5 separate regions of the Mus musculus genome follow, and regions 2, 3, 4 and 5 are each linked to region 1. Evidence: chromatin contacts called from public HiChIP or PLAC-seq and promoter capture Hi-C data. All regions are on one chromosome and are shown on one strand. The core of a region is the stretch at or near the end of the contact, and the rest is flanking DNA. Distances in the headings are between cores, read along the strand shown.

What was found. Promoter capture Hi-C pulls out the DNA fragments that hold promoters and counts their contacts. HiChIP or PLAC-seq counts read pairs in DNA pulled down with a chosen protein or histone mark.
Region 2: an HNF4G HiChIP or PLAC-seq map of pancreatic cancer cells shows a contact between it and region 1. The contact joins the promoter of Ubr3 here to the promoter of Nostrin in region 1. A contact is called at or near these places in 2 of 115 datasets of contacts at active chromatin or transcription factors (bone marrow-derived macrophages and pancreatic cancer cells).
Region 3: a contact with region 1 is called in a promoter capture Hi-C map of hippocampal neurons, with 2.4 times the contacts expected there. The contact joins the enhancer-like site here to the promoter of Nostrin in region 1. A contact is called at or near these places in 16 of 39 promoter capture datasets (the 3T3-L1 cell line, the HPC-7 cell line, cranial neural crest and 8 more), 2 of 115 datasets of contacts at active chromatin or transcription factors (differentiating embryonic stem cells and extraembryonic endoderm stem cells) and 3 of 9 other capture datasets (adipose tissue, embryonic stem cells and liver).
Region 4: a contact with region 1 is called in a promoter capture Hi-C map of neutrophils, with 4 times the contacts expected there. The contact joins the promoter of Stk39 here to the promoter of Nostrin in region 1. A contact is called at or near these places in 7 of 39 promoter capture datasets (cranial neural crest, hematopoietic stem and progenitor cells, liver and 3 more) and 2 of 115 datasets of contacts at active chromatin or transcription factors (extraembryonic endoderm stem cells and stem cell-derived neural progenitor cells).
Region 5: a contact with region 1 is called in an HNF4G HiChIP or PLAC-seq map of pancreatic cancer cells. The contact joins the promoter of Ppig here to the promoter of Nostrin in region 1. A contact is called at or near these places in 1 of 39 promoter capture datasets (the C10 cell line), 1 of 115 datasets of contacts at active chromatin or transcription factors (pancreatic cancer cells) and 1 of 9 other capture datasets (adipose tissue).

Annotation. Positions count from the first base shown.
Region 1 is chr2:69,134,488-69,140,068 of GRCm38.p6, forward strand. Nostrin (nitric oxide synthase trafficker) reads left to right here and starts at 1,313. Exons shown (of 16, transcript NM_181547.3): 1 at 1,313-1,429. The coding sequence starts at 1,403.
Region 2 is chr2:69,893,962-69,898,930 of GRCm38.p6, forward strand. It overlaps Ubr3 (ubiquitin protein ligase E3 component n-recognin 3), which reads left to right and starts at 3,285. Exons shown (of 39, transcript NM_177783.6): 1 at 3,285-3,878. The coding sequence starts at 3,334.
Region 3 is chr2:68,565,624-68,570,433 of GRCm38.p6, forward strand. No RefSeq gene overlaps it. Among named protein-coding and RNA genes, the nearest start is that of Gm36002, 14 kb to the right of the region's middle. Within about 2 kb of position 2,943, at least 5 of the 459 cell types and tissues checked have an H3K27ac peak or open chromatin away from gene starts, as enhancers often do. A contact at or near this core is called in hippocampal neurons, where this site is marked.
Region 4 is chr2:68,469,425-68,474,731 of GRCm38.p6, forward strand. Stk39 (serine/threonine kinase 39) reads right to left here and starts at 2,557. Exons shown (of 18, transcript NM_016866.2): 1 at 2,210-2,557. The coding sequence starts at 2,453. It overlaps Gm13596 (a long non-coding RNA gene), which reads left to right and starts at 3,540. Exons shown (of 4, transcript XR_866392.3): 1 at 3,540-4,581.
Region 5 is chr2:69,720,768-69,725,999 of GRCm38.p6, forward strand. Ppig (peptidyl-prolyl isomerase G (cyclophilin G)) reads left to right here and starts at 2,321. Exons shown (of 14, transcript NM_001081086.1): 1 at 2,321-2,596.

The DNA of each region.
Region 1 (5,581 bases), core at 63-2,562:
GCAGCTGAGATACTGTGAGACCTGAAGTATTTGAGGGGGCTTTGGGGACAAAACCTATTCTCAGACAAGTCACAAGTCAGAGCAAAGCTACTCTGAGCCTTGTAAATGATTGTCATAAATCCATAGGCAATTAGAAACCTAGGGACTGACAACTGGGAAAGGTATTTTTAAAAGCAACAATAAAATAAGTTACTGATTGCCAGCTCTGCCCATCATTTTGAGCCATGAAAAAAGAAGGCCAATCTTAGGCTTAAATTAATAGCCTAGCCTCTTGGTCCTGCTTGGCTGAGAGTGAGGGCTGGATTCAGTTCAGCCCTGAGAGGTGTTTCATAAATGGTCTGCTTCCTGATAGTCTTCTGGACACTTTAGTGTTAACAGTCTCATAAGGTTGTTTGGTACCAGCTCTGAGTGACTTGGAGCAGAAAAAATAGAGGTTTGATATTGCAGGAGGGTATGGGCCATTAATTTACATATCAAAGCCGGGACTATAGGAAATTTGTCATCACCTCAGGGATTGACCTACTGTGTTCGTTATTGTCCTCATTGCTGCGACTAGCTGCCTGATAAAAGCAGAAGGAAAGGGTTTATTGTGGCCTGTAGTTTGAAGTACAGTGTATCATGACAGGAAATGCAAGGCAGCAGGAGCTTGAGGGCAGCTGGTCCTATTGCATCCGCAGACAGGTCCCAGAGAGAGGAATGCTAGTCCGCCACTCACGTTCTCCTTTTTACTGACGGTCAGGACCCCAGCTTATCTGATCATGCTGCCTACACTTAGGGTCGGTCTTTCCACCTCCATTAACTCAATCTAGACACCCCCCTCACGGACATGCTCTTAGGTGAGCCTCTTAGGTGAGTCTAGATCCTATCCAGTTGTCAATCAAGGCAAACCATCAGACAGCCCCACCTAGATCCAGGTGGGAATGCTGCGTACTTAACTCACCTTCTCCAATCAACGTGAGAACGAAAGACAGCTGTGACTGTCACTTTTCACCTATCTAGCTTGCCTAGACCCCAAAGGTCAGAGCAGCATAACGCACAGAAAATACAAGCCATGACTGGACCAGCAATTTCCACCATCATTCCAGGCATCCAGATCATGGGGAACTCTACCCAGCTTCTGAGCCTTCTCTCAAGGCTACACCTCAGGGCCTCAAAGTTCACTGGACTGCTTCTCACCATTCCCACTGGCTCTTTTGACCCAGAGCTGTTCTGTGCTTTTTCAGGAAATGAACTGGATGAAAGTCCAGGGGCTGGAACTTCCTCCTTGGTGTGTTTGACAAGGACTGACGTACTCTAAGCCCTTTGAATCCCGGAAGTCCAGAACACACCCAACCTGATTGATTGCAGCGTCCAGCATGCTGGATCGAGCGTAGGTAAAAGAAAAAGCAGACAGCATTTCAACATGAGGGACCCACTGACGGACTGTTCGGTGAGTAGCCCAGTGCAGTGTGTGTGTGCCTGTGTGTACGAGGCTAGGGGAAAATTTATAGATTAGTGGTTTCTAAGCTGCAGAAATTGGAGGCATTCAGAAAGCAGGCGTGTTTAGATTTTGGCTGTGGAACAGAAGTCTGCGGTTTTTCTTTGGTTAAGCTTAAAATAGAGCCCTCTTGAAAATGTGACAGTCATAGCCGTCTTTAGTTCTCAAATTGATGGGGAAAGATTTGGGTGAGTCTATAGCATCCTACTTGGATCCAGACGGGGCTGTTTGAGAAGCAATATTAAAGCTTGCTTGATGAGGTGCCAACATAGTCAACATCGTGTGTAGAGTAGACAGGGAAGCTCACAGACCGTCTGCAATGCATTTGGGCTCAGAGATTGAGTCAGGGAAGGATTTGCCTCCCCTCCACACCCTTCAACCCATTCCTGCTTTTTAATCAAACAGCTTGAGAGTTGTGATCCCAAAAGCCCTCAGGACACAGAACAGACTCCCATTGTGTCAGCCTGGTAGCTGGTTCGCCAGCCTGCTTGCTCTGGTCCTGGGATCTTCCCTGCCCCCCTCCCAATACAATATTGATCAAAAGTCCAAAGACACACAGCACAGTCACTAATGTATTATTAGTGGCAGAGATTTGACCTAGGAGACAAGATGCAAAGGAAATAAAGGGAAGGGAAATTTGTTCCGAAACCAAAGTAATCAAGGATTTTCAATGTCTTACCCAAGCTGTAAAGCGAAAAACTTGGTGACCTCAGAAGCCAGGAATTGTAGCCATGGTTCATATATTTTATTGAAAGAAACAAACCAACCAACCAGCCTGTGGAAAAGCAAATAGGAGAAATCTGTGAGGAAGCCATGATCAGCAGAGGATGCAGCTTTCCTTGTTGTTTATTCAAAGGGCAAGGAAACCATGGGCTTAGGAGAGGTGGAATTCCAACTGCTATTGGACAAACCTAGTTCAAGAATCCTGAGGCTGAAGTGAGGCAAACATCTAAGAGATTAAGAAGATAGCGTAGCACCAGTTCCATTAAGCATTAAAAAGATATGCTTAATGAATACACAGATTCCAACACCACACTTGAATGACAATATTGAGTGAACCCCCACCTCACCCCTTACTTTGGCACACAGCCTCAATCTACTCGGCATTGGGTGGTTATGGGTAACCTTTTAGAGAAATTTGTTCTTTTCTCTTTGTATTTGCACCCTACTACACTTTTAAATCCTCGCCTGTCTCACATGGATTCTGGTGATGTTTTCCCTGGTTCAGGTGACACCCAGATAAGTTGAGGCAAACACTTGGTACTGGCAAGTATTTAAAGAGAAAGTCAATGCCGAGATAGTACAATAGACAAAAGAGAGGGAGACAGGAGGCAGGACCAACTAGGTTTTTAAAAGAGAAAAGAAAGAAAAAGGGGAGTTAAAAGTCTATCATATCATTGTGTGTGTGTGTGTGTGTGTGTGTGTGTGTGTGTGTAGGTAGACAGCACAGCTTACTTCAGGTCAGGACTAGGGACAAATGTTTTCTTTCAGACATCTCCCAAGACAGTCTCCCCTACCTCCATGGCAGTTCAAAGCTCTACTTCTGTGGTGCTAGATGATGCTATACCCTATTTTGAGTACTACCCCAAGGGTGTTTGTCTTTGTCCATGACTAGGGGTCATGTCTCTGGGCCCATCGCCACCAAAAGTATCCGGGAGTCAGGAGGAGGCGGATATCCCTTCGGCCTGGACTTCTAAACTCTCTAAAGCCACAGAATACTTATTTATTTGCAATTGTTTCATCTTTATTAAGTGTTCGCGTTGACTTCCTGGTACAATCCCAGCTTGTACTTGGAAAACAATGCTCTACAATTTAGGAACATGCTGAAAAAAGGGGCAAGGGTGGGGGATGAGACGTGGATTTCAGACCGATGCTTCGGAAACCACTTATCACTTGTTTTTCACTTAATACTTTTTAAAGAGAACCCAAAGCTTCCACTGTCTGCCAAGTTTCCTATCACATCTGACCCTAGCTTGGCATCGAATATGATTAAGCATCTTCATTAAGCTATAAATCCTAACTTGGTCCCCACCAATGGATTTGTGTACCAATATCAGTGGGTCAAGAGCAAGCTCAAATAAAAAATGGGGTGGGGATCTATATTTATACTTATTTTTAATCCAAATGTAGGATTTTCTTCAAGAACGAGGGTTCAGTACCAGTAACAGTGTCTAAGACTGTACAAACACTGAAGAACACAGATTTTGTTTTATAACAGTGTTGTTATAGATGTTTCAGAGTATTGTTTATTCTCAGCCTTATTTACATATTTTGGTAATTCTTAAGGTTTGCTATTTAGCATATTAATACAAACATTCAGTCTAATATCAAAAGCTCGAAAAATATTTTTGAAAATATGCATATATATGTAGCTCATTCTCTTTATAATAATGTGGTATTTTGTTTTACACATTTAAAAAAATAGTGAAATATATTTTACCATTCGATGAAAGCAGGCCTGGTACAAGAAATTTAAAGCTATCTTTAGGGTCATGCTCCTGCGAGAGTCTGAGCTGCTTCCTCAGCACTTCAACCTTCAGGGGTCAGGCCAACGTCTACCTTCAAACGATTGTCACTGAAGTAAGCTAAAGAGTGATAGACATTGTGTGGGGCTCTTAAATAATGGCGAGGATGCTGGAGCTTGTTTCTTTAAGGTTTCCTTTTTTTTTCTTTCTTTCTTTTTTTTTTTTTTTCAAATTCTAGTTTTGGGAAGAAAAAGAATTGGCTTCAAGCCTCGATGCCTGCGAGCTTATCATTGACACCTAAAAATATACCACGAGAAATCTTCCTCAACTCCATGTTCAAGGATGTGGATAGCATCAAATTCTTCCCAGAGGAAATGACTCAATTATGTTTAAAAAAAAATAAAAAAGTACTACTTTCTTCCTATGAAAGAAAAACGTACGTGCCAAGTCGAGAGAAAGTTACAAGCTACTTGCTGGTTCAGCCTGGGTCACCAGCTGTTGCCTGGCACTGATGCCAAAGGCATCGTTGCTGTGGTCCATGACTCCTGAGAGCCTCAGCTGTACTGAGAGAAGGGAGGGGCAGGTGGAGTCTGGCATGGATACTGTGTTATACATAGTATCTTCAGTGTGTGCCAGTGAGGTGTGTAAGATGCCTTCCTACATTTCTTAGGCTTCTGCTTTATCAGTTGTAAAATAAGAGGAGGAGACAGTTGATTGTACTGTTTCCTAGTATTCTGTTCCTTATAAATTAAGCAATCCTATCACAAAGCTTCAAATATCTAACAGATCTCTAATAAACATAGGTAACCCCTTAATTTGAGGGGTAGTGCTTAGAAATATCACCCTCAGTGAATGAGAATTCACACGAATCAGTAGCACAGGCGTGACATAGAAAGGGGGCCAAGAAGAGGCTTATTCAGCTTGTAGAACTCTGTGATTGTCAATGTTATATGCTTTTAGAAAAATCCATGGGAGCATCCAGAGTAACATTTCTTTCTAGAACAATTAAATTCGATCTTTTTAAGCATTCCAACTGTGTAGTCAAGAAGAGCAACTGGGCAAAGTTGAGCAGCAGTGTTTTATAGTGTGACAGTTCCTCTGTCTAGCCGCCCCATAGGCTGATTACTAAACTTTGCTTCATTGTTGCTGAGTTGTTTACTTGTTTGCTTTGTAATAGCAATGCTTAAACAGAATTTGCTTACAGTGCACATCAGAAATGTTTCCCTAGTGCTGAACGGGACAGGCCTGTGTAGAACACTTATAAACATGAAGGAAAAAAGTTTCAAATGACTTATTTATTTTCTATATGTGAGCACACTGTCACTGTCTTCAGACAGCACCAGAAGAGGGCACCAGACCCCATTACAGATGGTTGTGAGCCACCAGGTGGTTACTGAGAATTGAACTCGGGACCTCTGAAAGAACAGCCAGTGCTCTTAACCGCTGAGCCATCTCTCCAGCCCCACATGAAGGAAAATTTTAAGGTCTCAGAAATGTCCTAAACATCCTGGCTACTGACAAACTATTTATAAAGGGCATTTACAAAGAAACCCATGATATGTTATCTTAGTAATTAATGGCCCAGGGGAGAAAGTGCACCTTCAAGTAAATTCATATGGAGATCTAAAATTAGCATTAA
Region 2 (4,969 bases), core at 2,035-4,534, 760 kb after region 1:
TGGTACATACTAGAAACTCAAGGAGCGTTGCCCACTGTAATAATTCCCAGTTAGCCATAATCAGACAGGTATGTGAGTGTCACAAGCAGTGAGGAGGAAGACAGGGTCTTTGCCCTCTAGAACGTTACCAGCCGCAGTGGTGGAACAAGCTCATAACCCTGGCACTAAGGCAGGAGGCTCTGGTTTGAAGGTAGCCTGAGTTACAAAACATTTCAGAGATGGCTCGTTGGGTAAGAGCACTGGCTGCTCTTCTGAAGGTCCTAAGTTCAAATCCCAGCAACCACAAGGTGGCTCACAACCACCTGTACAGCTACGGTGTGTACTTGCTTGTATACATATAAGATAAATAAGTAAACCTTAAAAAGACAAAGTATTTCAGATACATATATGTAAAGAAATAAATCTTTTTTTTTTTAAATAAAGAACAAAGCAGATGCTTGCGAGGATGTGGAGAAAGAGGAACACTCCTCCATTGTTGGTGGGATTGCAAGCTTGTACATCCACTCTGGAAATCAGTCTGGCGGTTCCTCAGAAAATTGGATATAGTACTACCGGAGGATTCTGCAATACCTCTCCTGGGCATATATCCAGAAGATGTTTCAACTGGTAAGAAGGACACATGCTCCACTATGTTCATAGCAGCCTTATTTGTAATAGCCAGAAGCTGGAAAGAACCCAGATGTCCCTCAACAGAGGAATGGATACAGAAAATGTGGTACATTTACACAATGGAGTACTACTCAGCTATTAAAAAGAATGAATTTATGAAATTCCTAGGCAAATGGATGGACCTGGAGGGCATCATCCTGAGTGAGGTAACCGAATCATAAAAGAACTCACATGATATGTACTCACTGATAAGTGGATATTAGCCCAGAAACTTAGTATACCCAAGATATAAGATACAATTTGCAAAACACATGAAACTCAAGAAGAACGAAGACCAAAGTGTGGACACTTTGCTCCTTCTTAGAAATGGAAACAAAACACCCATGGAAGGAGTTACAGAGACAAAGTTTGGAGCTGAGATGAAAGGATGGACCATCTAGAGACTGCCATACCCTGGGATCCATCCCATAATCAGCCTCCAAACGCTGACACCATTGCATACACTAGCAAGATTTTGCTGAAAGGACCCTGATATAGCTGTCTCTAGTGAGACTACGCCAGGGCCTAGCAAACACAGAAGTGGATGCTCACAGTCAGCTATTGGATGAATCACAGGGCCCCAAATGGAGGAGCTAGAGAAAGTACCCAAGGAGCTAAAGGGATCTGCAATTCTATAGGTGGAACAACAATATGAATTAACCAGTACCCCAGAGCTCTTGACTCTAGCTGCATATGTATCAAAAGATGGCCTAGTCGGCCATCAGTGGAAAGAGAGGCCCATTGGTCTTGCAAACTTTATATGCCTCAGTACAAGGGAACGCCAGGGCCAAGACGTGGGAGTGGGTGGGGGGAGGGTATGGGGGAACTTTTGGGATAACATTGGAAATGTAGATGAAGAAAATACCTAATTAAAAAAAATAAAGAACAAAACACCCCATTGCAACCCCCAAAGCCCCAGGAAAATGATCAGTTAGTAAGGCTGCGGGGATGAGAATTTATTGCTTAAGATAGTTATTGAATACATCAGAACCTTTTAATTTTTTAAATTGTTTTTTACGTATGGGCATTTTGCCTGCATTGGTGTATTACTGTGCAGCACTTGCACGCAGCGGCCAGAAGGGGGCGTTGGGTTCCCTGAAATTGGATTTAAAGTTAGTGAGCTACTATCGGGGTGCGAGGAATCAAACCTGGGTCATCTGGAAGAGGAGCTAGTGTTTTAAAAAAATTACTCATTCCATTCGTTTACATCTCAAATGATATCGCACTTCCCGGTTACCCCTCTACCAATCCCCCTCCCCACTCCTGTTTGCCTGTATGAGAGTGACCCACACTCTCAAGGCTCATGCAGCTGGTGCTCTTAACCAGACTCATCTCTCCAGCAACCCTGGGAATGTAGCTCAGTTGTAGTTTTTCCCTTGTATGCACGGTGCTCTGGTTTCAACCCCTGACCCTGTAAACCAGGCATAGTGCAATAATTCCAGCACTTTGAGATGGAGGTAGGAATTCAAGGTCATCTTAGTTTACACCGAATGCTTGAGGCCAGTCTGGGCCGCAGGACATGTCTTAAAACTCGTAAAGAAGCAAGCAAACTAACCAAAAACTTTCATGGAATGGTGAATGGGTTCCAGTGGCTGGTCTCTTTGTCTTTGACTCTGATCCGGACAGCGAGAAACAGTGATGTTGGTGGATTTTGAAGAGATAACGTAAGGAGCTTGGTTCTTCTCTCCAGTAAAGAGTTTGGGTAAGAGGATAACAAGAGGGCCAAGTAAATGGTGCTTGTTGCCAAACCTGATGACTTGAGTTTAATCCTCAGGAAATCAGATAATAAAGAACCAGCTTCCATAAGGTGTTCTCTGATTAGATGTGTATCGGAGGACTTCTACTCAAACAAATAACTTGAATGTAATTTTTTAAAAAGACAAAAAAACAAAACAAAAACAACAACAACAAAAAAACCCAACCTTACTTTTAATGTGGGCAGTGGAGGGCACCCCTAAATTTTCAGCACTCAGGAGGCAGAGACAGGCAGATCTGTGTCTACAGAGCGAGTTCCACAGAGAAACCTTGTCTCAAAAAATAAAAACCAAACCAAACCAACCAAACCAAGCAAATCAAGAGGAAAAAATAAATAAATAAAAGAAAAGAATCTTACCTTAAAAAAAATTTATTTTAGGAGATTCAGGGGAAGTATTTAGGAGGCAGCTTCACTAACAGCAGGAATTCAGTAGTAATTAAGTCTCTGATAACAGCAATCAACATCTGAAGACCAGATATGGATGCCTAAAATACATCTGGTAGATGTTGTGTTTAATTCCTATGTTCCAGGCAAATAAAGAAAAAAAAAACCCACTTATCTTTTTTCTTTTTATTTATTCTTCTCTCATACATTACATACATCACATACATCCCGACTACAGAGAAACCACTTTTATTAAAGATTGTCTTTGCGCCGAGTTCTTGTGTAAGTAATACTTTTGAAAGTTGGGAGTCAACAGGTTAGAGAGACCATAGGAGCAGAGCCCCAGCCTGGTGGGTGGTGGTGGGGAGCCCGACGAGGGGCGGGGCTTGGCAGGAGGGCGTGGCCAGGGGCGGGGACCGCGCAGAAGTGCTCTGCAGCGCCGGGTATCGCGAGAGTTGGGCGGGCCGAGCCATCGCAGCAGTCAATTCCCCCACCCTCCCGGGAGGAGCCGGGGGCCTGGACTCTGCAAATTCTGAGCTCTCATCATGGCGGCGGCGGCGGCCGCGGCGGCCGTCGGGGACCCGCAGCCGCCCCAGCCGGAGGCGCCGGCGCAGGGGCTGGCTTTAGACAAAGCGGCCACCGCCGCTCATCTGAAGGCCGCTCTCAGCCGGCCGGATAACCGTGCGGGCGCCGAGGAGCTGCAGGCGCTGCTGGAGAGGGTGCTGAACGCCGAGCGGCCGCTGGCCGGGGCTGCGGGCGGCGAGGAGGCGGCGGGCGGCGGCGGCGGCGGCCCGGGCGAGGCGGAGGAGGATGCCCTGGAGTGGTGTAAGTGCCTTCTGGCCGGCGGCGGCGGCTACGAGGAGTTCTGCGCGGCCGTGCGGGCCTACGACCCCGCGGCGCTCTGCGGCCTGGTCTGGACGGCCAACTTCGTGGCCTACCGCTGCCGGACGTGCGGCATCTCCCCCTGCATGTCGCTGTGCGCGGAGTGCTTCCACCAGGGCGACCACACTGGACACGACTTCAACATGTTCCGCAGCCAGGCCGGGGGCGCCTGCGACTGCGGGGACAGCAACGTAATGCGGGAGAGCGGGTGAGTGGAGTCCTGGCGAGGCGAGGCGAGCCGGGCCGTGTGATCTTGCGGGGGTCGGGGGGGAGGAGCCCCAGGGGGAGATCCCTGGGAGCCGACCCGCATCTGCCAGGGGAAGCTTGGGGGAGCGCGCAAGGGGTTGGAGGTGACTGAGCTGTCACTGGTGGGAAGGGGGTGGGGAAGAGAGGAGAGCATGTGCGGGGAACCAGGCTGAGAAATTTCAAGGAGGTCAGGGTGGGCGAGCGATGCGGGAGAAGGGTTCATTCAGTGTGTGGGGCGAGAGGGCAGGGACGGGGAGCGGATGCTGGGGTTAAATCTGGTGTGGAGCTGTCAGTTGTGTACTTGTTGCGAAAGGGTGTACAGCTGCCTGCCTGGTTCTGGGGAGAGCCTTAGAAGTGATTTAGATTGACTGGGAGGGAGTGATTTGGGATCTGAATTGGGTCAGTTGGGTCACAGGAGGCCGAGGGCCAGGGGGAGGGTCTTACAACTGCAGGTTAGGACCCTTGTGTGTGGGGGGGAAAAGTGTCTGTGTGTCTGTCGGAGTGAGGGACAGAGCTCTGGAGCTAATGGGGTTGCGGGAGGAGGGAAGGGGAGGGGCTTGCATAAAAAGGGACTGTTGAGCTGTCAGTGGAGTATGTGATATGCCGAAGTGACCGAGAACTGGGCCCCTGAGCCGTCAGATATAGAATACGCCTTACACCAGAAGGAGGAGGAAATCACTGAGCGAATTAGGAATCAAGTGCTGCTGGGTTTTATCTAGTTAAGGGCGCCTTATTCATTAATGCGAGAACATCCGCCGAAAAGGAGACACTGGACACATGCATCTTTGACAAACGCATTGATGCGTGCAGTGCACCTGGTGTGCCATGGCACCTATGCCTTAATCCACATACACTACATACCTTACATAGGAGTTAGAGGCTGGAGAAGAGTTTCTGAGCAGACGGACTAAGAAAAAGGATTCAGGAGTTAGCAAGACCCTGCAAAGAGTAATAATCAGGGCTAGCAAATAGAGCTGGATTTTTTTTTTTTTGGCTTTTTAGCATTTTAATATTTATATATTATTGAATATAAAAGCCAAAATAACCTATAGT
Region 3 (4,810 bases), core at 1,693-4,192, 570 kb before region 1:
GCTGTACCGTCCTTATGACAGTTAGATCTGGGGGAGGGGCCTGGCTTCTGGAGCTCCTGGGGTGAGGTGGCAGGGATGGCCATTTTACTGCCTTGAAGGTGTACAAAGTTTACAAAGTTTACAAAGGGAGTCCACAGAAGGGAAAGCCTTTCCTGCCGCTTGAGTGGCTTGAATATCCCATAGTAGAAGTTTGTGATACACAGCACCCTGCAGGTCTAAGCCTCTTCTGCCTGGCCTGAGCATAATAACATAAGCCCTGTGTTACTAAAGCTGGCAACCTCCACCTTCAGTGGCTGCAGCAGACACACACAACTGTTTAGCCCCAGTGGACTGCATCCAGCATTCAGCTATGAGAGGCAGTGGAAGGCCATTGGTGAAAGTGCAGCCTCAGTTGCAGTTGATGGCCCAGGACTGAATTGGTCATGAGAAGGAGTTGAGGCTTGGCACCATGAAGAGAGCCTAGGAGAGGCTATTGGTGAAGCCTAGTTACAGTGGAAAACAGCAGCGTTTTGGAAATGCCAGTACCATGAGATGACCACCAAGAACAGCAGCAGCAGTGGAGTACAGGCAGCTGGAGCCTAGAAGACAAGATATGTGCTACAAAGGGCATGGCTGGGGAAGTGACCCAAGCCCTTGGAGAAGCCTAGAAGATCGTGAGTTGGATCCCAGACATTGGACAGTTGGAGTTTAATTTTTGCTTTTGATTGTGACTGTACCCTGATATTTTTCCCTCTTGAAGGAGGAAAATATTTTAGTGAAGTCCGCAGTTAAGAGACTTAATTGTAAAGACTTTGGATTTTAAGAGAGATTGAAATTGTAATAATTTGTAAAGACTGTGGGACTTTTAAAGTTATTTAAGATCTTGGCTAGTTTTGTGTCAACTTGACACAGCTGGAGTTATCACAGAGAAACGAGCTTCAGTTGAGGAAATGCCTCCATGAGATCCAGCTGTAAGGCATTTTCTCAATAAGTGATCAAGGGGGAAAGGCCCCTTGTGGGTGGAACCATCTCTGGGCTGGTAATCTTGTTTCTATAAGAGAGCAGGCTGAGCAAGCCAGGGGAAGCAAGACAGTAAGGAACATCCCTCCATGGTCTCTGCATCAGCTCCTGCTTCCTGACCTGCTTGAGTTCCAGTCCTGACTTCCTTGGTGATGAACAGCAATGTGGAAGCGTAAGCCTAATAAACCCTTTCCTCCTCAACTTTCTTCTTGGTCATGATGTTTGTGCAGGAATAGAAACCCTGACTAAGACACCTACCATAAAGGGCACCTATCTTTCTGACCATTGGACGTTAGAAGGTTTGGGAGCTGCCTAGGTTACTATACTTCTAGAAGTAAATGCTAGTCTGAAAAATTAAGTGATTAAACATTCAAAGCATTTTCTTTTTTTAATTGAAAAGGTCACAAGCGATCACATTTAAAAGGAACTTGAGTCTGAGAGGCAGGCTCTGCCTTGAAGGTGATTAGAAGGGCTTGTCCCACAGAGATGGAAAGTGGAGCATTGCAGGCAGGACAACAGGATGATGCTGATCAAGGAGAATCTCATTCCGAAATTCTAAGGCTGAAAGAATTTCCCAAGTGAGGAGTTAAAGAGGGCAGGAGCTGGTTAGCAACTCCACAGGATTCCATCAGATTCCCTGTCACTGGCTAACAAGAAGTTTGGGAGTCCTCAGAATATGCAACTCAGAAAAGAGCAGCAGGCTTCCTCTGCCCCCAGCCCTCATGATGCTCACAATGGTCTCTCAGTTTAAAGAGTCGCTCATTCACACACATTTTCTTTTGTTAGGAGAAAAGGATTTTTTTAGAAATTAAATGCACACATTAAGATGCACACGTTAAACACTAATGTGTATGAATGGCACTAATAACAGAGAAAGCCGGAAATTTTCACTCTTAGGAGTCTACAGGTACCTGCCAAACTTGTGTTCATACCAATGTTTTTCCTTGATTAATTGAAACATAATTCTGTCATTTCCCCTCCCTTTCTTCCTTTCTGCCCCTTCTGTTTTCCCCTCTAAATCTCAAGGCTTACTCTTCTTTATTGGTGTTACATATACAAATAAATGAAAAATTATAGAACTACAAGCTTTTGCGTCTATTCAATATTGTCTGCACACCAATGTTTCTAGGGCTGACCACTTGTAATTGTATATCTGTCTCAGAGTTTCTCTTGCTGCCATGAGACACCATGACCAAAGAGCAAGTTAGGCTTACACTTCCATAATGCAGTGCATCATAGAAGGAAGTCGGAACAGGAACTCTAACAGGGCAGGAACCTGGAGGCAGGAGCTGGTGCAGAGGCCATGGAGGAGTGCATTTGGCTTGATCTCAGTGGTTTGCTAGGTCTGCTTTCTTAACGAACCCAGGATCACTAGCCAGGCGATGGCAGCACCCACAATGGGCTGGCCCCTCCCCATCAATTACTAACCAAGAAATGCCTTACAGTTGGACCTTATAGAGACCTTTTTCTCAATTGAGACGCCCTCCTTTCAGGTAACACTAGCTTGTGTTAGTGATGTAAGATTAGCTAGCACAATAACCAATCACAAGGCTCATCCCTAGGAAGACTAGTTTTCCTTCTCTCCGCAGTTGTTAATTGCTTGTAGCTCTTCACTAAAACATAAACTTGACAGTAAACAAATCTGTAGCATGTCTTCAAACTCACTGAGACTAAACAACTCATTACCGAATGATGAATGGGTCACAGAAGAAACCAAGAAAAACGTATTTCCTGTAACTAAAAACGCAATTCAAGAAAACGTCTTTAACTGCCCCTAGAACTACACGGAGGGCCTCATTTAAGGGAATATAAGTGGCCTCTCAAGCTCCCCCCCCCCATATTCAGATTCTACACATGCGCAGTAAGCACCTTCCTGGCTGGCACACAGGACAGCCCTCCAAGTTGAATGTGCGCCCGCACCTGGCACGAGCCTGGGTACCGGCTAGTTTGTGTTTACCAGCGTTGCTTGGCTACCGCGTTGCCAACTGCTCCTGCAGTTGACAGTTCCTGTATCCACACGGAACTTTCCTGCTATATGACCTTGTGGCGAGACTTGGCTCTGGGTTTTCTTCGATATCAAAATCTTTAGGCGCTGGCTTACTATAAGCTTCCATTCTGGGTTTAGGGGGCCCTTTTTTACCATAGTCTTTTTTGGGTTGGGGATGTGAGAGAAGCTTAACGGGAGGGGAGGGAAGGAACCTTCGAAGCAGACATTTACCATGCAGATGCTCTTCCACAAAAAACAAAGGACCCCCCTGGGCTTCTGTGATGGCCTGCATAATACCTTTGTGGGATTTGGGAGCAAGGATGAGAGAGGGTGCCGACCGCCCAAATATCATGCCAGCTATGCACCTTATTATCCAATCCACAAGGCCGCAAGCACGGGTGACGTAGCCACAGTAAAGAGCTTTATTGAACGGGGAGTTTTTGCCATGGAGCAAACAGATTGGAAGTACAGGTAATGGTGGGGTTGGAGCTGTGAGAGAGAGTGGGCAGGTACCTTGGAGGGAGGCACAGGAAGTGGGAAGTAGGCTAACTTCCTGTCTGAGGTGAGAAAAGAGAAGCATGTGCCAGTAATCTTAGGATAGACAATTGGGAAAGGTGTAACACCCAACTGGTCCTCATTAGCTGCGAAATGGCGAAATGAATCAAGATCAGTGCTTCCAGTCCCCCACAGTTCTCCTTTTAGAGTGCTTACTGGCCTCTTCAAGGGTTTCAACAAAAATACAGCTTTAGTGTAGCCATTGCAAAAAGCATGTCACACTTATCATGGAAAGATGCAGGAGAGAAATTTCTAGTATGTGTCAACTTCCCATCTAAAAGGAGTTTTTTTGGTTTGTTTGTTTGTTTGTTTTTGTTTTTAATTGAAGGTTGGTACTTCATTGCCAGTGTATACCCATGTATTCACATGAATGCAGGAACAGACATTTCCTACTGAGAGAATTTACAAGGAGATTTTAAATGCACGGACAGCTTTGTGTTCCCGTATTTATGTTTTCGCTTATCTCATCCTCTTTAGTTACAGGTGCCAAGTTCACTTCATAGCTTTCTGTACTTACTGCCTCCTCCCTCGCTAGTTTAAACACTCCTAAAGGGTTACCAGTGTCTTCCTTGTAAGCCAGGCATGCTCACAAGATTGACAGTGAGTTCTGGTTTTTCCAGAAGTCACTGTTAATCCAGTGATTTCTGTCACACAGTAGGGCAACTTCCGTCACACAGTAGGGCTCATTGGCACCTTTGGCAGTTTTCAAATCACTAAGCTCACCTTGGCTTTTCAGTGATGTCCTGCCTTCAGGCCACCACTGTTTCCCAGCCCTTCCTGGGCAGATGCCTGGATTCCCATTGTTCTGTGGCTTCGATTGCTTCAGTTTTCTCTGCATTGATACCCTAAGAGGAGCAGGTCCCATGAGAACTGCCCAGCTCACACTTTTCTTCCATCCTCAGGGCTGTGGCCTCTGAAGCTGGATGCTCCTTTCCACCATTCAGAAGGCTCACAGCAGAGCGCCAGGACACCGGCTCCATGCTGGTCAGTAGGTAGAATCTATATTCTAATCTACAGAAACAGCTCACATTTGAGGAATGCTGTCACCAGTGAAATTGCTCTTTGTAATAAGAGGCAATGCAGCATCTTTTCTTCAGGAGAAAATTAAGACTTAAAATGCAGAGTCATTAAGTGCTACTTGGTGATTATAATGGCACGCGAGTAAGCCTTAAGAAAATGCTTTTGAAATTCATAAAAATCCCTTTTGTGCTCACAGGACTGCTCTGCATTTTGCCTGTGTCTATGGCCATCCAGAGGTGGTGACTCTCC
Region 4 (5,307 bases), core at 1,307-3,806, 660 kb before region 1:
TCCCAGAGTCAAGGCTTACATTTTAACCCTAATGATTAACAATATGAGAATATAAATTAGTTGTATGTAAATTGCTCTGGATCCTAGGGAAAACTGTGTGGTGGGAGAGACCAACCAACTCAATTCAGAGTTGCTTACGGAAGGCAGCAGCAGGAATAACTCAGCACCTTACAAGCTCTTACTGGGACTTCAGTGCAGAATCAGCCAGTCTCTGCCATGCAGAGTATCTGTCTCCCTCCGTCTCCGAGCACTCCCTCAGCACATCCTACAGGATCATTCTCCCTTATCTCCTAACTCATCAGCACATGATTTAATCATGCCTGCCTGCATTGCCAACACATGCACAGAACCTAGAAGGCCCCAAGACTTGGTGAGCAATCAATAACAATGAGGATAGGGACTGCAGAGTAGACAAAGAAGGGGTCAGAAGGAGCCACTTAACATGTCCTGGGAGAAGTGTGAGCTTCTCCAAAGACATTCACTTTGTCCTTGGACGCTGAGCAAGACTGACTAGGTAAAGGTCCCTAGGAATGGTCCTGGTTCAGTCTTCAATATCAATACACATGTATGTATGTATGTATGTATGTATGTATGTATGTATATGCATGTCCATTGTGTGTGTGAGCATGGTAGGGAAGAGCCTGCAATGACAGCAATCAGCAATCACTGTGAGAATGCAAGAACTCAAGGAGCAGCAAAGAAGTTCAGAGTGAAGAGCCTTACATCCCAAGCTAAAATAGTTTTCACTGAGGACTCTGGGCTTTGAAAGCTCTTGGTGTTATTAAATCCTGACAGAAACGTCAAGATCCATCCCTGAAGAGTCTTTAGCTAAAAGTTATGAAAGATACTAGGAGAATTTTGTCTATAAATGTCTATAAAGACTATAAGCAGCCTTTGCATACCAAAGTACATAATTACTACACATATACACATTTCTGCCTATCAAACACACAAATAGATACATACATATATACATATATATGTATGTATATATTTATGTATATTTATGCATTGCTGGAAGTCTCATTCACACACGACATAAAAGGGGTTCCTTTGAGTGTCTAGTGAAATTATATTAATTATGTTAATTATAATTGTTCAAGGGAAAAATAGAGAAATCTTTTTTAAATGAAAGAAAAAGATAACTTGAATTTCCCCCCGTCCCCATCTTTAAATATCAAGATTATGAGCCAGCAACATCCCCAGTCCAGAGTTCATAAGGTTATATGATGGGGCCCACTTTGCCTGGCAGCATCGGTGAGGCACAAAACTTCTAAGTGAATGAACCTTTAGGTAAGGTTCTAAGCTAGAGGACACCACAAATATCCTGGCCCTACACGTGTTTGGCTCAAAGAAAAGTAACGCGGGCTTCTTGCCTTTCGACTTTGCCAGGTATTTAAAAATGTAAGATAAGATGGTATTAGTGAGCTGCCTAGGAGACACCGAAAGGCTGGGCGCGGATCGTGGACAGCCTCGAGTTTCACCCCAGCAGATCCTCCCGGAGCAGGGCAGAAGGCCAGCGCGGCCGCTCACCGGCCCCGGGGCTGGCAGCAGGCGGCGCGCCCGCAAGGAGGGAGGCAGGTACCGGGCGCACCGCGCGCAGAGCCGGGTTGCAGGGCGAGCATGCGGCGGCTGTCAGAAGAAGGCCAGCATCCTCCCTGGTCTGGGCAGGCGCCTGGGCCTCTGCCACTACTACGTGGCTGGGCTACCCACCGAGAGGTCATGGCAGGAGGCAGAGGCGCGGCTGCGCCCGCAGGGTCTCCCAGGACGCGTTTCACCCAGCACGGCGCGGGGGCGCGGAAGCCCAGGGCGGCGCCCCCGCATCCCCACCCCGCCCAGGCAGCCCATCCGCGTGGTCAGCGGCCACGAGCTGCGGCCCCAGGGCTCGAGGGGGGAGGAGGATGCGGCGTTACTGGGTTCCAGCTCCGCCGCCCCGGCGATCCGGGAGATAAAAGTTTGCAGCCTGCAGCTCGTCTGCAGTGCGAGTCACATCCGCCGCGCCACCTCCTGCAGCAGCCGCGCTCAGGGAAGGAAGGGACAAATTAAAAATTAAAAAAGACAATAAAATAACTGTTGAAGCCGGTAGGCCCCGAAGCCGGCCGCTCTGCCTCTGGGCGTGCAGGCAGGCAGGAGAACCGCATCCCGCACCCACTCCCGCCCAGTCTCGGCGCCCGGCCTGGACCGGCCCCGCAGCACCCTCCGCACTGACCGATAACCTCCTGGAGCTCGTACGCGTCCCTGCAGATGGGCCAGCCGACCGCCTGAGCTGCCGGGGCCGGGGCTGGAGCAGCAGCTGGAGCCGGGGCCGGGGCTGCGGACGCCGCCGGAGCCGGGGCCGGGGCCGGGGCTGGTGCTGATGTCGCGGCCGCCGGGGCCGTCGCCGCCGCCGCTGTCACCGGGGCCGCCTGCTGGGAAAGCTGGACGTGCACAGGCGAGCCGCTCGGCTCCGCCATGATGCTGCGGGAGGAGAGTGAGGGGACGCGCCGGCCGGCGGACGACCTTCCACTTGAAACTTCCCTAGCCTCGTCGCCCACACCTCTCGGCCGGCGCACGCCCTCCCCGTCCGCCGCAGCCGCCGCCGCCGCCGGAGCCTGCCACGAGGGGAGGGAGCCAGCCGGAGGCCGAGCGGGGCGGAGGGAGGAGGCTGCGCCGCGGAGGCGGGGACGGGAGGAGGCGGCGGCCGCCGCGCCCGCCGCGCGCCCCGATCCTCGCGCGCACGGTGCTCTCAGCGCCGAGGGGAACCGCCGCCCCCTCCCGCCCTGCTCGCCGCCAGGGAAGTTTCCACGCGCTGGGAGCCGGGCGGCTTCGGGGGGTGATTTCGGGGCTTGCCCCGCTCCCTTCCTGCCCTGCCGCGCCTCCGCCCTAGACAATCGCACTCTCCCGAAGAAGCCCCCCTGGGACTCCGAGGGCGGGGTCGTTGAACGGCTGCCAGATTCTCAGCCTGCTAACTCTCCCCGAGCGAGCGAAAGAACCTGGAGTTCTTTTACAAGTTAGCGAGGGAGACACCTACCTACACGGCGTCGGTTTTGTAGGACGCCGGTTAAAAAATAACCCAACTTGTAACTTTCCGGCGCTTTACCTGGCAGGAGCCCTTTCGCACCTTGCCTAATGAAATCGCCAGTGCTGCTCTGAAATGAAACCCGACTCCCTAAATCCCCGGCTTTCTCTTTTGTTCAAAGACACTTGGACCCTAGGAAGGTGATGTCAGGGGCAGTGAAGTTACAAGAAGTAGAGAGGAGAAAGGAGTGTAACAAAATCAGAGCGCAGGCCTAGCATGCTATGGTTCTATCCCCAGCACTTTTTATGTGCTTAAAACCATGCTCGGAGGTAAAGTGCCAGCTTAATACACTTAAGGTCCTTGGTTCGATACCAAGTACAAATGAATACATAAACAGTCACATTAACCCTTTAAGACCCTAAGGTCAGACAGCAAGTTTCTTGACAGAACACTATGAACCTACTGGGGCATAAATTAACTGCAATGGAAAGTTTTGAATAAATGCTGCTTTTTCAACACTCCCCAAATTACCTCATCTTTAAAATAGCTGTGGCAAAACCAGAGATTTTTCTAATTGCAGGTGTCACATTTGAATGTTCAACTCTCATCCCTCACAGAGGTGACCACTATTAAAAGATTCTTGTCTCAGGCTGGAATGGTACTCTGACTCAATAGGCGTATTCGTTATGTGGCTGACATTAGGCTGGCTGGTTCTCACGAGACAGCCAGGCTTGAGAAAGAACAAAGCACAGGAGAGCCATGAAACTCTTAAAGGGATAAAAATAAAAATCTCCTTAAACTCTTTAAAAAATAATTCAAAAGAAACTTAGACATTTGCTAGGAGAAAAACCAGTTGTCTGGCAAAAGCAATGACGTTAACTGTTTACTTAACCTCTTAGGGCACTATGGGACAGATGGATAAACTAGCAACTAGCATGACTTGCTCAAAGAGCTAATATTTATGCTGCTAAGAACTTGTATTTCCTTTTGTGCAGATATACTATTTTTTAAAAAGCCAGCATATTTGTTTTAATTTATGTCAAGAAATAGACTACTTCATAAACAAACTCTAGGCCTCTGATGAACAGGGCAGTTATCCCAAGTCACTGGTTACCTCTCCCTGAGCTGCTCCCATTTCATCCAAAGAACTTTTAAGGACTGCTTTTAAAGGAAAAAGAGACAAGATTAACAGAGCATTCCTCCACGTTGTCATATGAAGTTATGTCTTGACTTTTGATCGTGAAATGGGATTGTGAAGGCCAGGAAAGCCTTTAAGACATGCTAGGAAAACATGATTCACAGAATCGAGGCAGCAACCCCAGACCACTTGGTTTCCCACAAAGAACGACTGTTCCCTCCTCAGAGGCCAGATATCTGTCCTCAGCCAACCACTTTCTAAATGACCACCAGGGAAGCCATTTGTAAGAATTCTCATGAGCTCAAGGCTGTTAGTGCTTTTCAACTGAAGATTAGGTTGCAACAGAAGACTGGAAACGCCAATGTTCTGGCCAGGAAAGGAATCTTCTTTTTAAAAAAATCATCTGGCATGAAACTTGGCTGAGGTTACCAGGGTATAGAATGAGGTATGTAAAGAGCGAGCACGGACCCTTCTCTTCTCTTCTTGTTTTCAAGTCTCTGAATGAATGAATCCTATTTTTTTAAATAAATCTTGTTTGTATTTTAATAGCATCCTTGACCAGAAACACAACATAAACTTAGAGACCAATTTCCAGGAAATCTTAAATACCTCTTAAATATATACATTTCCAAGTGCAAGTACTGGGATCCCTCAGTTATTGATGGAAACATTAACTTCCAGATTCAATCCCATGCTTTTTTATCACTTATAAAAGCCCTGCTCTCTTCTTTATATATAAACCCGATGACAAAGGACCCTGGCACTAGATGTTCTTCTAAATTCAGCTTAGTTACCTGTGGAAGGAAGGGATGGGTATGCCATACACCCTTGCATGTTGTCAATCTGGCAACCATTAGGAAAGCCACTGAGGGAGACAGACACCTGCTCTGTGATGAGGAACAGTCCTTCTTTGTGGGCAATGAAATGACCCGTGCCTGATTCAACCTGTGATTGGTCTTATAGGTTCCATGTGTTACTCCGATGTCCCCCAAACTTCCTTGGCATTCGTAATCCCAGTCCATGAGCTGAAAGTAAAAATACCAAGTCGTCTGATAAAATACCGGCTATATCTATCTCATAATTGGTTTTCTCCTTTCCCCTTAAAAGTTCTCCTGGGGAGGATGGGAGGGAGCAGCTTTCAGAGAGATGAGCAGATGCCGCTCTGTATAAA
Region 5 (5,232 bases), core at 1,071-3,570, 590 kb after region 1:
ATCTTTGGTTCTTTCAAACCCTGTTTCGGCTCCTAGCGTGTTGTGTTCTTTTCCTGGGAAGATATGAACAAAAGTCTATTCATGTTTAGTGAGGATACTGATGACAGACCAAAGGAACAATTTCACTCAAGTCTATCTTAGTGAACTCATAAACGTACTGGGGTTTCTTCTACAAACACAGGTGAGGGCTTACTTAAAGGATAATGAGTGTCTGTAAGGCAGCTACATCACCAAACAATTCCCTCAGTCTAGGTGACAATTTACAAGAGCTGCTTCCAGGCAGCCCAGCAAACGGTCTCTTCTCTCCAGCAAACTGTTCGGCTCATCTAACAAGAGAGAGGGTTCCTGAGAGCTTCAAAGCTTTCTTGTTTATTTATGCCCATCCCCAGGCAGGGCTTCTCTGTGTAGCCCTGGCTGTCCAGAAACTCAACTCTGTAGACCAGACTGCCCTCAACTTCATAGAGATCTGCCTGCCTCTGCTGGGATTAGAAGTGTGCACAACCATTTCCTAGCAATGTTTGCAATTTTTAAAAGATATATCTGTTCATTTCTCTGTATATGTCTATGTCCATGCATGTGAGCTTGAACATGTGTATTCAAATGCATGTGCATTGCCGTCAGAGAGGACACTGTGTGGCCTTGTCTATTGTTCTCTATCTAATCATTTTGAGTCAAGTTTTCTCCCCAAATCTGGGATGTTCTCAGCTAGGCTGGAAGCCAGAGAGTCTTGGGACCTATCTCTATTCACTTTTTTTGAGCTGGGATTACAGGTTTGCACACGAAGCCTCTCTTATTATGTGGGTGTACGGATCTGAATTCTGGGCCTCGCAGTTGCACAGCAAGAGCTCCAATTTGCTATGTCTCCAGCCCGAGTTCCTGAAACTTGCTTGTGAGTTTTGGGAGTTTCATCCTGATTTCCCTCCAGGAGGAAACATTTCTGTCCAGATGAAATAACTGTACAACACTCTGCCTTACTTCAATCTTCTAAATTCTGTGTAGGTCTCTGTAGCCTCAATCTTAGAGATCCGACTACCTCTGCCTCCTAAGTGCTGGGATCAAAGATGTCCACCGCCACTGTGTGGCATCCTAGATTTAATTTTTACAATGGAATTCCTTTTTGTTTGTTTCTGGCTTTAAAAGATCGATTTCTCTCACAAATTAAGATCTTAGGTGAATGAGCCCGATAGGAGGCATTTCTGCTCCATGTAGTTATTCTGGGATCTAAATTCCTTCCATTATGTTATTCTAATGCCTGCCAGTTCCTTGTTTGTGGATGATTAGAATATATTGGCAAATGAAGAAAATAAGAGGCAATGTCTTAAAGCCTAGAGCAGCATGCCACTTTGTCTCAAATTTCATCCTCGAAAATTAAATCACATGGCCAAGGGCTGGCGAGATGGCTCAGCCATTAGGAGCACTTGTGGCTCTTGAAGGAAGACCCATATTGAGTGTCTCGTAATGCTTTTAACTCCAGTTTGGGGACGGGGAGGATCTGACACCCTGTTCTGACCTCTGCAAGCAGTTATAGATATACAGTGCATATACACACAGGCACAAATACAACCATATTAAAATAGGACCAGGCATTTGGGATAAGAGGCAGAGGCAGGGTAATCTCTTAAAGAGTTTGATGTCAGCCTGATCTACGTAGAGAGCTCCAAGGCAGCCAAGGTATATAGTAAGACCCGGTCTCAATAAAATGTTAATCCCCGACTACTGGGATTAAAGGCATGCGCTACCACGTCCCGAAAGTAGCTCATCTTTGTTACTAGCTTTTGAGCGTTTGCTGAAGGTTCCTTGGAGGCAGAACGTCTCTCTAAATACCTCGACAGAGGATGTCACTGTTTATAAAGTGATGCGCATCATTTCGGGAGCGCTGTGACATTCTGACGGATCCACACCGATCCAATCAACTCTCAGAAACCATCAAGCGACCCGTCGGGAACGTATTTTAAAAGGCAGAAGAGACCCTACAAGCTCAAGGAGAAGATGCTGACGTCAGCCCGGGAACGCCGGGAGTCGCCGGCACCCATCCCTGACGTACTTCCGGCGCGACACCTTCCCTCCACGCCTGGCCTGGGCTGTGGGGGAGGGAGGCGGTTAGTGGGCTTTAGCGCCTTTCCTGACGGCGGTAGATTTGAAGCGCTTTCCAGGACCGGGCCGGGAGACGAGAAGCCCGCGGCGGGGCAGGTGAGGGATGCGAGAGCGTCTGTCGGCGCGGCGGCGTCTTCTGCGGGCCTTGGGGACGAGAGCGGGAAGGGCTCAGGGCGAGGGGCGGAGCCGCGGCGGGCCTCTGGGCCGAGGTAACCGTCTTTCCGTCGAGGTCTCTGGGCTGCTCGGGCTCGGAGGGGTGGCCCCGGGGACCGCGGCGCGGCCTGGGGCCCCGTGGTGGCCCGGCGGCTTGCAGCCGAGCCCCGGGGCGAAGGAAGCGGCTCTTCCTCTCCAGCCCCCGCCCTCCCGGCTCGGGCGCACACCTCCTCCCTGACGCATTTTGCCGCACAAGCTGTAATATGGCGGCAGCGACGGCAGCCTCGGCTCCCGGGAGCTAGGTTCGTTTTGGAGGCTTCAGAACCGGGAGACGGAGCGCTGCGGCGTGGTAGGTGGGACCTCTGGTTAGGGAAGGGGGAGGCGCAGCGCGAGGGCCTGTCAGGTTAGGGTTAGGGAGGGACGGGCGCAGAGCCAGGATCCCCGGGAATAAAATCGACCGCGGGCTCCGGTCCTCCCGACCTTTTCCTCCCGTAGGACAGCGGCTGGCGTGCATGCCTCAGTGACACAGGCCCTTGGTGTTAGGGACACTCCTAAAACTCAAATGCGAGATGTTAACCTCAGGGCCTTAGAAGTTTTCTCATGTTCCTGAGCGACTGGAAGCGGCCGGGCCTTTGGGGGAGGAGGATTCTGTTGAGGAGAAGATGGTTTCTGAACCCCGTTCGCCTTTAGGAGAAACGAACTGATTTTTTCCGTGTTTCCTCTTGATGTCGAACAAAGTCAACCGTAGCGGGCATCCGTTGTCTAATTGTTTTGGAAAACCTTATGGAAGCACCACCCTGTGCACTCAGTTTGATTTCTTAGCACGAATACATTACTTGCGCTAAGTAAAGATTAAGTAAAGACTCTCTTTGTTTGTTTGTTTTTGATCACCAGAACATTTAAGAAATAATACAGTGTTTTGAAAATTTGGAAGGTCCATATTAACTTTCAGAAGCTAAATCCAGAAAGGATAAGATTTGTGTTAGTGTCATTCCCATTGTATAAAGAATATGATGACTAGTAATTGCTATTTTGTAACAGATACTGGACAGTTCGAGGAAACCTTTTTTATAAGTTTTAAAAGATAGCCATAAGAGGAACTGCACAGATACTTAGAAAGGCTGCTTCTAACTTACCTAAAAGTGTAACTCCTGATTTGGTGTCACAATGTCTATAATCCCGGGCTGAAGAGAAAGGGTCACCAATCAAGGCCAGCCTGAACAACTTGATGAGACAAACAAAAACACCTTAGGGACCCCACTCTTTAATTTTAATAATGTGGAGTGTTATTAGTCATGTAATAGTTTACATTTCTCTCTGTTTAAAAGAAGCTAGTTGCTTAACAGTTTCTTTAAGCTTTATTAAATTGATTGGGTTGTTCTGCTCACTCCCTAAGTAGGTTGGTGTGTGTGTATGTATGTGTGTGTGTGTGTGTATATATATATATCAAAAATTGTATTTTTTATTTCTGTAGGCCAAAATTTGGACCTTGAGATGTGCAGGCAGTACTTCAAATATTCAGAGAAGACTGCTATAATTGGACCTTTGACTTTTACTGACAAGGCGCATTTTTTGCTTTGTTTGAGGTCTTTGGCATTTTTAGGGCAAGCACCACTGAGCTGTATTCCTAACCATTGGTCTCCACATTTGTTTGTGTGCATAGATTCAAGACTTCACAACTGAGGGCAAGTGCTAGATCACTGGACCACAAACTAACTCCTAAGTTTTCAGAATACCTGTTAGGTGGTGTTTTTCTACCAGCTCATTTTTTGCATACCAGTAGTTTGTGTATATCAAAAACATTAAAGAAAATGGTTCTATTTGGAAGAGCATAGGTGACTTTTCCTGACAACTCAAAATGTTAGCTTGTTTTACTTAATTCATCAGCAGTGTATACATTTGTAAATGTATGCAAATGTTACTAATTAGTTAATTTTCATTTCTTATTTGATCCATGTGCATACTTTAAGAGTGAGCTGATGAAGCTGGTTTGAATGTTAAAATGCTTCCCAAGCAGGAAATATTTTTAAAAGGTGGGATATATTTTTGCCCAGTTCTGGAGGTCTCAGTCCTGTTGGCCTGTTCCTTTGGATCCTGTGGCAAGGCATTACATGGTGGGGGACACACAGTAGAGCAAAATGCCTTCTTGTGGAGTCCAGGAAACAGAGGATGGAGGGAGGGGGCTGTCCCAATACTGCCTTCAAGGACTCACCTCCAGTGAGTCAACTTCATTCCATTAGTCCCCATCTCCTAAAAGATCCTCCATCTCCTGGTAGTGCCAAAGACTGGCTACCAAACCTTTAACATACTGCCTTTGGGGGACAATTAATGTCTAAACATCAAGAAAGTGTCTTTTAGACCTGACAAGGGAAGATGAATACAAAACAAATCTTCCAAGACTTGCTTAATGACAAACATCAATTGACATGCCAGTATGGATTAAGAAAATTTCAGAAGACCCTACCTCTAGATGAAGAGTTATTGTCAGTTGATGGCTGCTGAAAACGGGAAGATATTTAAGTTCTCTTCAGAGATGAGACCCTGATAGGTTATCCAATCCCAAATAGACCTAAAACACATGCACATGTGACCAACTTTAAAAGGGCCCAGGAGTTTGAATGTGTGTGTGTATAAAACAGAGGTCATGAATTTAAGGGGACTTTTGGGAGGATGTAGGAGAGGGGGTGTTAGAAGCAATTTAAATACAATAATACTCATGTATGGAATTCTCAAAATTTTTTAATTAAGTTTTTAAAAAAATCTAGATGTAACAAAGGTTCCCTTCTCTTTGTATTCAAAACTTAAGTCTTCCCTGGGAATAGTATTAAAAGTAATATAGGAGGCTGAAAAGTGACTCAGCAGGTAAAAGCATTTACTACTAAGTCTGAGGATCTGAATTCTCTCCCTGGAAGCCACATAGTGGAAGAAGAAAATTCCTCTCAGTTGTCCTCTGACCTACACACATGTGCATTACATATGCCTCCC